Linked DNA regions of Mus musculus: region 2 is linked to region 1. Evidence: chromatin contacts called from public Hi-C data. All regions are on one chromosome and are shown on one strand. Each heading gives the region's core, a stretch centred on a gene start, on an enhancer-like site or on the middle of the called end of the contact. The rest is flanking DNA. Distances are from core to core; before and after follow the strand shown.

Region 1 (3,554 bases), core at 151-2,650:
GACGAACAGACACGGAGGACATGGACGTAAAGGCAAGCGTTATCCCAGCCTACAGCCCTGAGCATGTCACCGCTAGGTACCTTGCTTCAGCTCTGCTCAGGAGCGCTTCCCATCTACTGTCCAAGAGGCTCAGCTGCCTCGTGAGCTTCACTCTGTCCGCAGGCTCTGCCGAAGCAGCGATTTTCTCTCCTTCTCTTTTGATCACCTCCACCGTAGACTTCCGGTCTTCCAGAAGTCTTTGCAGAAGCTTCAGACAAAACATGCCGTGTTTTTAAAAGGCAGAAGAATGTTTAAATAAATATAAGATAGAACTCATGCATGCATGCATACATACATACATACATACATACGCATGGATAGACATGGGAAAAATGAGGAGTGGGGTTTTAAAAATAATTCATTTGGGGGCAGTGAGAGAGTGCCTTAGGTCAAGGTGGCTTGCCACCAACCCTCATGACCTGCAACGTGGAAGGGGAGAAATAGCTCCTGCAACTTGTCCTTTGACCTCCACATGCACGACAAGGCGCACGCAGGGCACATAAATAAATAAATAAATAAATAAATAAATAAATAAATAAATGTCATTTTTTAAAAAAGCCTCCAAAGAATAAACAGAAAGAGCGTTTGGCTGAGTAACTGCTGTGTCAGACACTGAGATGTGGCTTTGACAACAGACAACCCCTACTGATAAGGTCACTGTAATCTTTTTTTTTAAAAAAGATTTATTTATTTATTTATTTATTTATTTATTTAATGTATAGGAATACACTGTAGCTATCTTCAGACACACCAGCAGAGGGTGTCAGATCCCATTATAGATGGTTGTGAGCTACCATGTGGTTGCTGGGAATTGAACTCAGGACCTCTGGAAGAGCAGTCAGTGTTCTTAGCCGCTGAGCCATCTCTCTAGCCCCAGGTCACTGTAATCTTTGTGATAGATTTTGTACAAAATCACGGAGCAGACGATGCATGTAGGATAAGCAGACTGAACCATGGGAAAAGTACAACACTCTCCTCACTTTCATAAAACAGGGCTGCCCTAAGCATCCAGCAGTTATCGACTGCCAAAGAACAGACTCCCGTCAGTCAAAACCCCGGTTCACGTGAGGCAATGCATTTCAGGCAGACAGGTTAATACCAGACCATGCCTGCAGGACAGAAGGCTCCTGGCCTTCCCTGGAAGAAGCGCTTTGAGGACCCCATGAGGACGGAAACTTGAGCAGAACCCTCAGACACCCAAAAAGAAGAGTGTGGGTGCGCTGGGTTCTTAAGAACTGCCAAGAGGACTAAGGTTTCAGGACATAGCAGCTAAAAGAAAATTCAGTCCAAATCTAGCCGAGTGCCAGACTCAGGGTCACCTTGCCCTAACTAATCAAAGCAAGTCAACTGCCCACGTAGTAAGTGCGTGCTCCAGCAACCAGACGCAGGAGCTCACCCTGCCAGGCCTCTGCTTACTTACTCTGATCCTGGCAGACGACCGCTAAGGAGTAACAACTTAACACTTACCCAGAAGTAGCATGCTACAGGCATACACTGAGATTAAGACCACGGAGGAGGGAAGGAAAGGGAATACAGATTTCCCAAGGGAAAGGATCATGGATATTCTCGACACAGTTCAGGGCATCACGTAAACAATGTGAAGTCTATAAATTACACACGCGCAGGAGGACAACTTGCGAGTGTTGGCCCTTTACTGTCTCCTTGTAGGATCTGAGGATTGGTTGTCTGGCTTGGTGACAAGCCCTTTACCCACTGAGCTAGCCTGCCAGCCCAAGTGAGTTACTTCTGGTGAACTGGAATAGAGAAACCTTTGGCTATTAAGAAGACAAAGTCAGTAAATGGGCTTTGTTGACTGTGCATTATTAACTGTCCCTGGGAGAATAACTCAGTTGATGTTGGCAGTTATATAATTAAAGCCACACCGATGCACGGGATTTCCAGGGTGTCGCCTTAACCCTCCTTCTTTGCTGTCTGGTCCTGGAGTCTGAACTGGAGCCTCCTGCATTCTAGGCTACTGTCCTATGACTGCGCCATGTCCCCAAGCCTCTTCTCCGCTTTTAGATTCCACCCAGGCTCCCTCTGAGTTGCTCACTAGGCTGTCTTCCTGTGGGCCTAGAACTTGGGACCCTCCTACCTCCACCAGCCAAGGAGTTGGGATTACAGGCCTGAGCCATGAGGCCTGGCTTTATTTTTCCCACCACTTCCTTCTTTTTTTTTTTTTTTTTTTTTTTTTTAGAGACAGGGCTTCTCTGTATAGCCCTGGCTGTCCTGGAACTCACTTTGTAGACCAGGCTGGCCTCGAACTCAGAAATCCGCCTGCCTCTGCCTCCCAAGTGCTGGGATTAAAGGCGTGCGCCACCACGCCCGGCTTCCCACCACTTCCTAATTGGCTGAAGTTTTCAGGGAATTTGGAGAGTGCTAATGTGTAATGCAGAATTAAAGGAAGCAGTAAGTTGGTAAAAATCTGAGGCCAATGTAGACTTTTTTTAAAGTTTAAACTAGTAAACAGTTTATGGGCTACAGTGTCATGTTTTAGTACATGTGTTCACTGGAAAACAATTTAATCAAACTAATTAACATAGCTAGTAGTTCCTCTGCTCAAAATTGCTATTGTGTTGAGGGTATTTAAAGTCTTTTGGCAATTTTGAGGTATACGATATATAGGGCCACACAGTATGCCTTTTTCCATGTGTCATTTCAAATCACAGCTGCTCCCTCACTGGAAATGTCCTTCAGTGTTCCATGTCTGACCACTACACCACGAACTGCACATGTTGTCTCAAGCAGTCCTCTGTCTATCAGCACCAGGACATACAGCAGCATGTCCCCAGGTGCGTGAACAGAGGATCCGAGCCCTTTGCACTCCGCTCAACTCGGAGAACCTGCCAGTATTTACTCTATACAATTCCCGTGGCGAGATCTCATGTATTTAGGCAACAACGATTTTCCTGTCCAAATGCCACCCAGCCAGTGAAGCGATTCTTGCCTGTTCTATTTAGAGCTGCTCACGGGATTCCTCTTCTCCAGTACTTCCTGCCCCTAGCCCTGGCTCTGTCACAGCTATATCCTCCCCTCATCTCTGCTTTGGAATCCCTCTAGGTCACACATGGACTTTGCTGGCTTTCCACGGCCTCTCTTTCCCTTTAGATTTTATGTTCAATGGGGGACTCTCACTGTCTTCATTGAGGGTTGTATCTCCTGCAGCTAGACCCACACCTTGACCAGAGTACGCAATCAGCACGTGCTGCTTGAGTAGCTGACAGTATGGAAAGCTGCAGGAACCTGTTACTGTGACATCCTGTTAGTATAAACAGGGAGGCACACTTTGATTGTCATTTTAAAGATTTTCTATGAAACTGAATAAAGGCATCGCTAACTTACCTTCTGTTCCTGTATCTGGGCCTTCACTACTTTGAACTCAGCGGACGGAGGCTTTTGATTGGCCACAAGCTCCTCTGTGTCTGCCATCCAGCTGAGCAGGGACTCCAGGGCATCCTGGAACCTTCCACAGTGTAGCAGGGCCTCCTGCAGCTGGGATGTTCGCTGAGCCACCT
Region 2 (3,272 bases), core at 599-3,098, 140 kb before region 1:
AGGTTCAAAGTCGTCCTCAGCTACATATCAAGTTCTAAGCCAGCCTGGGCTTCATACGACCCCCGTTAATCACCACCAACACAAACAACAAAACCCATAACCAAATTTGAAGGCACACAACCCTAAAGCCTTTCCTAAGATTTGATGGAGGGAGCTATGTTTAACACTGAGCAGTCTTTCAGATTCGAAGTCACTAATCATCCCCCAACCAGAGAAACAGGCGGTAACCCGAGGATGTAAAAAAGATGCTGGACTTTAGTAGCATCCAAACAAACACAAATTAACCACTATGTGCCCTTACAGAAGCACACAACTGTTAAATATAATCACACCAGCCACTAAAAACATGCTCTGCTGGAGTTTAAAGCAAGGGAAATACTTGGGGTGTGTTTTAGTTTCAAGAGTACATTGCAAAGCAGTTTTTTTTTTTTTTTTTTTACAATGTTCATTATTCAGAAATGGATGCCTTATGTGTAAAAATTGAGGAGAATTTAAAAACACAGAATTATCTTCAGGAAGTGACATAGTAGGTCATTTTAAGGGTTTAAAATTTTATGTGTATGAGTGTTTTGCCTGCATGTATGTTTGTGTACCATTTGCATGCCTGGTCCCACAGAGGCCAAAAGAGGGTGCTGGATCCTCTGGAACTGGAGTTACAGAACCCAGGCCTCATGGGTTCTGGAAACTGAACCTGGGTCCTCTACCCGGCCCTCAGGTTCCTCTTCCTTCCTTCCTTCCTTCCTTCCTTCCTCCCTCCCTCCCTCCCTCCCTCCCTCTTTCTTTCTTTCTTTCTTTCTTTCTCTCTTTCTTTCTTTCTCTCTTTCTCTCATTCTCTTTCTCTCTCTCTTTCTCTCTTTCTCCTTCTCTCTCTCTCTTTCTCTCTCTCTCTCTTTCTCTCTTCCTTCCTTCCTTTTTAAAATGCTTTTTTTTGTGTTTATTGCTCACTTTGTTAATTAGAACATAGAAACAGAGTCAGGATCCATGGTACAGGCTTATTATGCCAGCTACTCCAGAGGCTGAGAAAGGGGGGTTTTGAATTCAAGATCAAGGCCAGCTGTGGCAACTCACTTGCCATTTTCAACGGTCTCTGCTGAATGCCTTGGCTAAATAAGTAAATAACTAATCAAGCCAAGTAAATAAAGAGGAGTAAAAGCGAATCCCCAATCAATGCTGCATGTGGAGTAGCTTTCTGAGTCCCCTGCCTTTGCTCAGGCTTCCAGAAATGGTCGCTCAGGGACACTCAGCCTCCTGGTTGGCACAGTTCAGGCCTCTGTCTGAAATCCTGTCTGTCTCTCCAGCTTTCTCAAACATGCTCTTGGCCTTCGCTCTTTTCTGAGCATATATAGTAGAGACTAGTCAGAGCCTTTCTGTAAAATGCAAGGATTGTCTAACATATGAAAAGCAAGCTGTAAAGATTTGACAAACCAGCTAAAGATGAGTGGCGCTAGCTAGCATCCAGTTTAGAACAGCTTCGGTCCTCAGCGGAGGCCACTGCCCAGGACCAACATGGAATTTACCCAACGGCTAATGCTTGCTGGTTCTGCATTCTTTCAAATCCTTCTGCTTTTTCAAAAATAGGTCCTTGAGCTGAGCTCTATGTGCTTATATGGCAAAGCTGCCCTGTTTACTGTCACAAGACCAAGGCATAAAATCTAGTTAAGGGTTCTTGCCAAGACATGAATCAGTTGCAGCATAATATTCTGAACTCTGTTCCCTCTTTCCATTCTCTAATATTTCTTCCATCACAACCCAAACAATTACTCATAATTAAACTGAGTAGAGGGAATGGGCCCTGGCAAGACATGTACTTGGCAAGGATGGAAAACCTCTTCATTGTCTTCCACACAGAACAATGACATCAGTTCCTTCCACCGTCGGAGGAGGAGGGAAGAAAAAAATGGATTTTGCAGAGCAAGAGTTGTATTAAAATAAGAGGAAGGAAGTGGCTTATTTACATATTTCTAATCAGGCTAATGCATCATCTGTGATGGGGAAAGGAAAGTGTGTGTGTGTGTGTGGGGGGGGGGATTAATAGGTCATTCTGAAGCCTGCTTTCATTTCCCATACCACATCAGCACTGACCCAACGGCTTCTTGTGTCTCTCTGGCTCAGAGGGAAATCCCATCCATAAGGGAGATAGCCCGGACAGACTCCAGAAGCTTCAGGAGAAACTAAATGCCAGCCACACCGTTTGAAAAGTTAGAGCGCACTTGGCGCCCACTTCTGTAGCATCTGCTGTTTACTCTGTGGCGCATCCTGATGCAGAAGGACCTAGAGAAACGCGTCATCTCAAACCGATGGCTTGCAAGCTGCTCAGCCTCGAGTCGTCTGAGGACCAGCGATCACAGTACAGCCCATTCTTACACCCCAATAGCCTGCAGACCAGTGTGTCACCAGTTCATGGGGATTCTAGGTGTATTAGCACCCAGCTCACTCTGGGGGCTATCAGCTGAGCAAAGGTTAAACTCCAAACTAGGTTCTTCCCTGGATGCCCCAGGTCTTTTCTTTTAGGCTCCTTGCCAGCTCCAAGCAACCTGGAAGTTATCACTCTTCCCTAGGAAAGGGGAGTATGGGCAAAGCGGTTATTTGCACAAACCCAAGAAGTGGCGGAGACTTCCAGACTGTAGTTCTCAATGTCGTCTAATGAGATAATCCTTGTCTCCAGGAGGTCCTCTAATATTGTTGAGAAATAAGTTTAGGATTCTAAGAAGAGATTGGACTTGTCATTCAACCCTGGCATAGATCCCCCTAAGTTTCATTTATTTACCTGAGTGAAACCTCTAAGGGCTGCAGTTCCCATGCCCATCACAGAATGGAAGGCAGGTGGGCCGGAGTACCTAGCACCTATGCCTAGCTCCTACTTCATAGAGCTGGATGATCCTAAGAAATGGGGAGGACAGAGGTGTCTGAGTAGAGTGAGATAACCCACTGTCTACTCTGAATGTTTAAAGTGAGGGGTCAGCTCCAAAATGTTTATTCCTGAAACTAATAAATTATCAGGGTGCACTCTATAGCAGAAACCTAATCCCGGGCTAATCTGATGTCATATAACCAACTTCTTAAATCACATGCTGACCCGTGGTTCTCTGTACAAGGCCACACGTTTCAGAGATGAAGTGGGAGTCTTGGCATTGTAGTTGGCACAGAGGGTGCCCTGTGCATGCTCTGTGTCAGCTGACAGTGATGGTCTTTGAAATGCCGGCCAAGTGGCCAACAGTGGGGAGAAACTGGGCATCTACCTGGGCCAAAGCAGCAGCTGTTGACCTGGAAGC

Evidence for each region. A called contact is a pair of places that touch in the nucleus more often than the background predicts.
Region 2: a contact with region 1 is called in a Hi-C map of uterus, with 5 times the contacts expected there. The contact joins two enhancer-like sites. A contact is called at or near these places in 6 of 484 Hi-C or Micro-C datasets (bone marrow-derived macrophages, embryonic retina, embryonic stem cells and 3 more), 1 of 115 datasets of contacts at active chromatin or transcription factors (heart atrium) and 3 of 9 other capture datasets (adipose tissue, liver and pancreatic islet).

Annotation. Positions count from the first base shown.
Region 1 is chr1:34,244,342-34,247,895 of GRCm38.p6, reverse strand. Dst (dystonin) reads right to left here. Exons shown (of 103, transcript NM_001276764.1): 62 at 3,382-3,552; 63 at 81-247. Among named protein-coding and RNA genes, the nearest start is that of Gm26788, 68 kb to the right of the region's middle. Within about 2 kb of position 1,400, at least 10 of the 459 cell types and tissues checked have an H3K27ac peak or open chromatin away from gene starts, as enhancers often do. A contact at or near this core is called in heart atrium and uterus, where this site is marked.
Region 2 is chr1:34,388,072-34,391,343 of GRCm38.p6, reverse strand. No RefSeq gene overlaps it. Among named protein-coding and RNA genes, the nearest start is that of Mir5103, 43 kb to the left of the region's middle. Within about 2 kb of position 1,848, at least 56 of the 459 cell types and tissues checked have an H3K27ac peak or open chromatin away from gene starts, as enhancers often do. A contact at or near this core is called in heart atrium and uterus, where this site is marked.